3 separate regions of the Drosophila melanogaster genome follow, and regions 1 and 3 are each linked to region 2. A link is a contact called in public Hi-C data. All regions are on one chromosome and are shown on one strand. The core of a region is the stretch at or near the end of the contact, and the rest is flanking DNA. Distances in the headings are between cores, read along the strand shown.

Evidence for each region. Hi-C and Micro-C count contacts between places; a contact is called where the count stands out from the background.
Region 1: a contact with region 2 is called in a Hi-C map of the Kc167 cell line, with 1.6 times the contacts expected there. A contact is called at or near these places in 1 of 107 Hi-C or Micro-C datasets (the Kc167 cell line) and 1 of 7 datasets of targeted methods (the Kc167 cell line).
Region 3: a Hi-C map of the Kc167 cell line shows a contact between it and region 2, with 1.9 times the contacts expected there. A contact is called at or near these places in 3 of 107 Hi-C or Micro-C datasets (the Clone 8 cell line, the Kc167 cell line and the S2 cell line) and 1 of 7 datasets of targeted methods (the Kc167 cell line).

Annotation. Positions count from the first base shown.
Region 1 is chr3L:7,509,724-7,512,423 of dm6, reverse strand. CG7546 reads right to left here and starts at 1,438. Exons shown (of 10, transcript NM_168217.4): 1 at 982-1,438; 2 at 796-913; 3 at 508-719; 4 at 1-451. The coding sequence starts at 1,047. It also overlaps asRNA:CR45896.
Region 2 is chr3L:7,808,384-7,811,083 of dm6, reverse strand. It overlaps CG32369, which reads left to right and starts at 1,259. Exons shown (of 7, transcript NM_001259731.3): 1 at 1,259-2,087.
Region 3 is chr3L:7,527,466-7,530,165 of dm6, reverse strand. lqf (liquid facets) reads right to left here and starts at 1,386. Exons shown (of 9, transcript NM_001274597.1): 1 at 980-1,386. ltl (larval translucida) reads right to left here. Exons shown (of 4, transcript NM_001274595.1): 4 at 2,153-2,700.

The sequences.
Region 1 (2,700 bases), core at 189-2,688, 300 kb after region 2:
TAACATCCTCGATAATCACAGTAGCAGCTGTGGTTTCACCACTAGCATTACTTGCAGCTCCACTGGCTGCTCCCTCACTTGTTATAGCTTCGGCTGTTCTCTGCTGGCTCGTCTCGCCATTCTCATTGGTATAAACCGTGGGCAGCTGAACCACCGTATAGTTGCGTGCTCCTGTATGCGAAAGAGCAGCGGTCACGGCATCTTGGACCATATCGATGATGTTATTGTTGCGTGGCAGATCAGTCGAGGAGACACCTACTTCCACGACTGTGGACTCCATCGACCAGCGACCGCGCTGCAGAATGTCCAGTGATTGATTGTTCAGGCCAACGGCAGGATTTTCCAGATAAGCTGCTATATTGTCAGCGCAATCGATCATGTGCAGGGCGACCGTGATGCGGTTAATGCAGAAGGACGACGAGTTGGGATAACGATTCGGTGGAGGACGTGTCTGCTAAGATACGTTTAAATACGCGTGTTGAAAGAGCTTTCATCTTAATGGCTTACCCCAGCTACTGGACCATTGTTCACCGGTATGGCCATGGTGCCCACCAGCATTCCATCGAGGGCGCGGAAGTACGGAGAAGTACGCATTCCGGGCGGCGGCGGACGTGCCACATTGCGGAAGGTTCGCATGGGTTCATCATTGTTGCGGGCATTGGCTCCGCGCTGCGAGAATGGTGGTCGTTCGGCCACATGGAGCACCTTGCCATCCACATCTGCATGGGCATTGATATTGTTGTATTAGATATAAGTGCATATATATATGTGGGTGCTCCCGGGGGCATGACTCACCATATTCCTTCACCTGCTTATCATCGACCAGAACGCGACCCTGGTAGATGATACGCTGGTTTTCCGCCGCAATGTTAGTCTTCTCGGCTATTTGGTCCTTGAACTGGCGGATGGTGAGCTGGAAATGGGTGGGGTGCATGGATATAAAGAAGCCCCTAGACCTGGACACACAACCTCAAACATTACCTCATTGTCGATGCTGAATTCGTGGATGCGCGCATCTAAGGTCTTCACCTTAAGGTTTATGAGCATTTTCCGGCCGGACTGCGTCGCAAATCAATTGAAAATCTCGTTTTTCTTTCGGTTTTCCCCGTGCCGTGCAAAAAAACAGTCGAAAAGGGTTCGTTGGTGGAGGGGGGAAGGCGGGGAATCTTGTCGGTGTCGCTGTCACCTGCTCTCTCGCTCGCACTCGCTGTCGTTGGCCTTTGGCTTTTCCGGACACGTTTTCGCACTGCTCAACTAGCGGTAAATATGTATACGTTTTCACTGATCTCCGCCTGCTTTCGGATCGGGCAAATATATGCTGGGCTTCTATGCTAACGCGCCGAGCGACTTTGCAATTCAACAACAGCAGTGGACGAGAATAATTACTGGAATTTGACAGTGTGGCAGTGTTGCCAACTCTCGGAGTGAAAGAGCAGCCAAATGCCATCTTGTAAAAAGCTAAACTAGCAGGTATTGATAAATAAATTCCGTTTTAAAGCAAAAATTAAGCGATCTGTCAAAAATGATATGTATTGTATGGAGCAGTTGAAAATTATTTTATTGAGTTTGGTAACGATTACAAAAATTGGAATATGCAGATAAATAACCTTTTTTCTGAAGCTTAAAATATATTATAACAAAAATATATTATAACAACTTGTCTTAAGATTAAAATATAATATATTATATTAATTTGTCTGAAGTTTAAAATATAATAGCTGCATATGTCTACAAAATAGATAAGTTGCCAGCTCAGCATATAGTACACAAAATGTCCTAAAATACCCAAATTATTATTTCAGTGGCAAACACAAAGAAGAATACAGCACTGTTAGCATTGACTCAAACCAGAGTGCACGAATTTTTTTCTTGTCTGGCAGCCCTAAAAACCACTTAGGCGGTTCTTTTGAATTTGTACTAAATATATTAATCTGTTTTATTTATATTGTTTTTGAACATTCTTTGCTATCCTAACCTAACCGAAAGGTATAATATCTCCAGGGAATTGCCTAGACTCTTGCCCACAATGTAAAGCGTGTGGGGCATGAGCGAGATGAGCGCTATAAAAACGTTTAAAGAACTGCACATGTGAAATACAATTCACCCATCAACCTTTTCGCCCCTAACCCCACACCAACCCTTAATCACCCCACCGCCTTTGACTGCATCCTGTGGGAATTTTTGGGCACTGCACATGAAAAGCGGCGTTTGAATAATAAAGAAAAGAAAACACGGAAAACAGGGGAAAGTCAGCCAAGACGCAAAGGTGTAGGGCAACTTTTCGCTTTGAATATTTAAGTGGCGCTGTGGCATCGGTAGTGGAAGTAAAATAAGCAGAAGGCTGCGAAGGAAAGCCAACCGCAGCTAACACAATTTTTCGCATACCCCTTGCCGGAATTGTGCGGAAATTTGATTTAATGTCTGCGATTGTGAGCCTTTCCACGGGCTCAAAGTGATTGCGACGAGCCCTTATTTTCCGGACTGAAAAGATGCCACGGAAATGGGCAGTGGCAGATTGCCGAGTGCACCATTCTCTTTGAGGATTTTTTTTTTTTTTAACTGAGTTTTTAGCAAGCAATTGAATGATTAATTACAGTATTTTCAAAAAAATACCTTGCTTAAAGTTTGTAGATTTTTTTTTTAATAATAAAAGATGTTTTTGTAAGCTTGTTGTCAGGATATATGCTATGTTTAAATGTT
Region 2 (2,700 bases), core at 10-2,509:
AAAATATATATTAGAATAAATTTTGTTAATTTTAATATGTTTTAATCTGTAAACTTTCAAGCTTTGTTTTTTTTTTGAATGCAGGCTTAAACCAGACCCAGACCTGAGGCAAAGCAATTCGATTACTTCCCTATGGGGAAATGTTGCAATAAATGCGAGCAATGCTCAAACATAAGCGGACTCCACTCGCCCGCCCCGCATATTTTTATACTGTCCAAGACTTACGAAAGCGAAAAATGAGTTAACAACAACGGCCACTCAAAATGTTAATGGAAACGCAGCAGCAGCAGCAGCAGCAGCAGCATGAAAACTGGTAGTATGCAGGCAACCGCTAACAGACAACGTTGAACTTGAGCTTGAAATACAAGCCAAGCGGAGCCAAAAGAGAAAGACGGGAAGTAGGGGGAGGGGAAGCGATACGCGGTTGTTATAAGCCAAGTTTGTCGACAACTGCATTTGTTGATCAACCCAAATGAGGTCAACGCGTCGTATACGTAATTTGCGTTAAATGACAAAACAATATGTAATAGCCACACAACACTTACGAAACGCAGATATTCGATATTACAGACGAACTTTAACAACTCTGAGCTCTATCGGGATAGGAAATCTATAGCTTCAAAACCTGTTTAAGGATTATAAAATTAATACATCTTGTAATGACATGTCTGAGAATTAATCAACTTATATTTTCACAGTTTAATCTATTGTGTATTTTGTTATACAAATTTCGTTATTAATTTTATAAGTTATTTGAGTAAGCTTTTATTCTATTTTACATAATCTAAAAACTATATTTGCGTATTAAACAAAATTACAAAATTTTATATATGTAATTTAGTTTAAGTAACAGAAAATCGACCGTATCTGTTGTGATTATTGATGTTTGCTTGGTGTTTATATGGCTGTAGTCTGTTGAGTGGCGCCGGAAATGCGCATCATACGATAAATGACGCCCACTGGCAAACTAGCACCCCCAACACCACCCACTATCCCCCAACCCAATAGTTTTGCAAATCACCCACCGCAGCCCCCGCTGCCCCATCATTTTTCTTGGCGTCGCCTGTTGTGACAGTTGACGGTTTGCCGGCAAAAATTAAAAAAAAAAATAAAATGCCAGAGAGAGAAGTGCTAAACAAAGAGAGCTCAAGGCACAGACATCGATGACGCAACAGACACATCCACGGAGGCGTAAGAGAGTCGACCCCAAAAGAGAGCGCCAATTTTTCGCTCCAAGCCAACGACTGACTTTTCACAGCAGTCATTCGCTGTTGAACAGCGGCCGTGGCAAGTTCAGACAGCAGGGAGAGTTTGAAAAAAAAAACCAGGCCGTAATACAAATACAAAAAGCAAAATAATAAAAATTATACAAAAAAAAAGTATGAATAATAAAAAAGGCAAATAAAAAAGCAACAAAGTGGAGCGCACCCCATAAGCAAATCATCGCCGAGCCACTCGAACACGTTGCCGCCGTTGCTGCTGTTGTCGCTATTTCTTTCGCCCAGTGCGTTCGCTCTCTCTCTTTCTGTCTCGTCGCGTAACGTAAGCGTATTACAAAACAAACGCCAACGTAATCAAAGAAATAAATAAAATAAAATAAAGGTGCTCGCTCGCGTGTTTCTCGGTGTGAATAAATGAAATAAATAAATTAGTCACAAAATATAAAAAGGGGGTCCAAGTGCAGCCCCCCCCAAATTGCCGCACACCCTTTACGAGAAAGAAAGAAAAAAAGTTAACCCGTGTGTGCGGCGGGGTTACGTAAAGCCGACGGACAAGCGCCGTTCCAAGTTCTTACAAAACAAAAAAAAAAATATATATAAATATCAAACAACACATAACACGAGTGAATAGATTCCCCAATTCGATTTTTTCGCACGCGTGTGGCTATAAATTTTTGGCAAACAAAAATATATACAACTAAATACAACAACAAAATTTTAAATAAATTGCAAGAAGAAGAGGGAGAATTTCGTGTGTTAGTGTGTGTGTCTGTGTGTGATTCTTGAGCAACAGTACACGCCGCACCCCCCGCGAAAAACCTACCCTTTTTTGGGGAAAAACAAGGAGGCGCGGTTCAACAGCGACAGGTAATTCCATTTCTGCGCTCTCTTTGCCACTCTTTCGGGTTCTCTTTGTGTGTGTTACGACATCAAACCACATGCTATGCCTCTGTTTTCAATGTGAATGAACGCTCGACAAAGTTGCGTTTTCAAAGATTGGCACATTCAAGTCTCTCTCTTAGTTTTTCGCTCTTTGTCGGGGAAAACAGTTTTTCATTTGCTATCTGCAATGATTGTGAAAACAAAAAGTGCACTGCTTGAGTCTAGCGGAGGGAAAACTGCAGGGGCGGCTCTTACGTGTTGCCATATTTTTAAAGGCATTACTAAGCGTTTTTTCCGCGCTGCTTTGTTGACGTTCTGTGGCCAATTGAATTCGGCCTGCACTTGATAATCATTTATATTTAATGTGTGATAAAACTTCCGTGGAAAAATATATATCTTAACGATTTCGCGATAAATTAGCTCAGATAAGCAAAAAACAAATGGTGGAAAGAACGATTTGGGAATTTTAAAAGAAGTAAAATTAAGAAAATAAACAATTCAACCTCGTTAAATTATAGTTGACACAAATTTTATATACAAAGTTAAAGTATATAAAATATAACTGGTAAAAAAAAACGTCAGTTTTTTTCATTTTCAT
Region 3 (2,700 bases), core at 137-2,636, 280 kb after region 2:
ATTGAACTCAATTCTCTTACAATCTTGGGATTAACAAAACTTAAAAATTTAATACATATTTAAAAATTGAATTGAATTCGCAAAGATCTGAGGATTGGAAATTATAATTTTGGTTGTTTCGACTTAAGGAGAGAATACTGCAAACAAACATTGAAGATTGTACAACGAAAGACCATAATAATAATAAAATGTCTGTGTTAAACATCTGCTTATCTGGTATCTACGTTACTTTCGCAAATGAAATGTTTGCTTTTGGTTTATGGTTATCTTGAGATGTTTTTCTATTAGCACCTCAAACAGGTGGAAAGGGCTAGCCGCTGGTGACGAAGGTCACTGCTCGCTCGCTGATGCTGCCCACTGTGCCACACGATCGCCGGGCCCCTCCTCGATCCGCCTCGGCGTCCCCCATCACCTCCTCCATACCGCTGGCACTGTTGCATTTTCCAATGTTGCTGCATCTGTTGTAAATGCGGGCGTATATTAGGTATCATTTGTATATAATATATTAATGGCTACATGGGTGCTTTCTGTGGCTGTGTGCGTATGATAACGAGCCAGAAATGCGATTAGATTTCATTTGTGACACTAGAACTACTCGCACCTACACACACACGTATACGCACACGGACGCACTGATTGGGGGGCACACGAATGTGCGAAACTTCATTCATTACTCATCCGCCCCCCCTCGCAAACATAAACCCGTTTCCACCCACGCCCCTGGCAACCCTGGATCCACTATGACTAATCACTCGACCGGCTAACGGCAGTTATCAAATAAAAAAAAAAACAACAAAAAACAAAAGCCAAAGAAGCGCTATCAATAAGCATATGTTGTAAAAAACGGTTAGCGGGGAATTACGTTTAGACAAGGGGGATCTATAATTACGGAAAATTATTATTTAAGAAAAAGAAGCCCCAAAGAGAAAGAGAGACAGAAATATGTTTGTGGCCCCCTCCCACTTACTCTTTCGCTCACCTGCAATGTTTCTGTTATTGTTGGTTTTGTTGCTTCACTGCAGTTCGCCTTTGGTTGTGTGTGTGTGCGTGTGGGGGCTCCGCTCGGCTGTGTATGTGTGTGTCTGTGTGTGCGACTCCTCCTCCCCAACTAGTTTTCTTTTCTATATTTTACGACTTTCTTTTCTTTCTTTTTTCGGACTCGAATAGACACGGTCACAAGATGACGATGACGACAATGCGACGTCAACAAAGGGGGAAAATAGTATAGCTGCGCGCACGATATGGATATCCAAAAATCCTGGCACTCTATCGGGTTTATAGGGCTCTCGACTGCGATTGCGATGATATTGCAACTTATTTACCCTTTGCACTCTGCGCACAAAACACGAATTATTATTTCTTTCTCTGCTTTTCGCTTTGCACTAGTGGTGGACCAGAATTGATGGGCACTCGAAATATCGCGATATCGATTTATTCCTGAACCTATCGGTTCTTATCAGTTTGGAGTATAAGTATTTTAAAAATACTAGCTCACAGAAGAGCAAAATTATTCCTGTTATTTAATTATATTCATTTGCTTTTGGTATGTAAAATTTATAAAGGAATAACAATTTATCTTTGACCATCAACTACCGTCGTTCTTTTTATTTTTCTATATGTACAATAAATATTTAAGCTTTTAATTAGTAGAATGTTAAAATTATCTACAAGTTGTTTACATAGTAATTTAAATGTAACGCCGATATTTTTGAGTTGTCATCCCGATTTTTAAACATGATACTCGATGATATCGATAGCTGTGACAAATCACCTATCGATATCACTTGCATTCTCAAACTTACCAAACTGTGGTGAATTTGCTTGCGTGAAAGTGATAACTTTACTTCTCTAAAGTATTTACAGTTGTGCATGGATATTTTCAACATCAAGATTTAAAATTCTGTGTTCTTCTAAATATATTTTCTTATTGTTAAATTAGATAATCATTTGGTTTTTAGATTCTTGTTTTTGTGAGCTGCGAATATCTTAGTTCCCACCTCTACCGTTAGCGGTTACCCAAAATGGCGCCAACAGAACATTTTCAAAAACAAAAAAGGAACTTTGCACTTCCGTTTCAACCATTTTATGAAAAACAACGGCAAGAACATTGCCAAGTTCTTTAAGAAGAGAACAACAAACTCGACTTTTATTTATGATTTTATTTAGAATACCATTTTCATTTTCGTATAATTACACGCTAAAATCTATTTTCTCATTTTGTTAACGAACTGATAACAATATATTTTCTCGTTTTTTTTTATTCGTATTTTTTTCAGTTTGTGCATGTGCACGACTACGGCTGTGTTTGTGTGTGTGTGGTTTTGTGTGTTTGTATGTGAGTGAGTGCTTTTCGTTATTAACATTAGCTCGATGCGATTTGTTGTTGCTGTCGTTTAACTCTAAGTACCTACTTGTAGATGTTCAACGTTCATACGTGTATACAGTTATTAAATATATATAATGTGCATATGCAGTTGCATATTCGATATCGCCAACTTCCTGTTTCTATCGGTCTTGCTTTCGTTTTTTAATTTCACGGTTTGTTTCAATTTATTTTTTATGATCATACTAAACCAGCGGAAAATATATCACCCATTTCGATGTGTTTCAATGTATCAATGTATCAGCTCTAGATATTTAAGAGATTTTAAAATACATAATTTATATATTTGGATTGTTTTCTGCAAATAGTTTAAAATT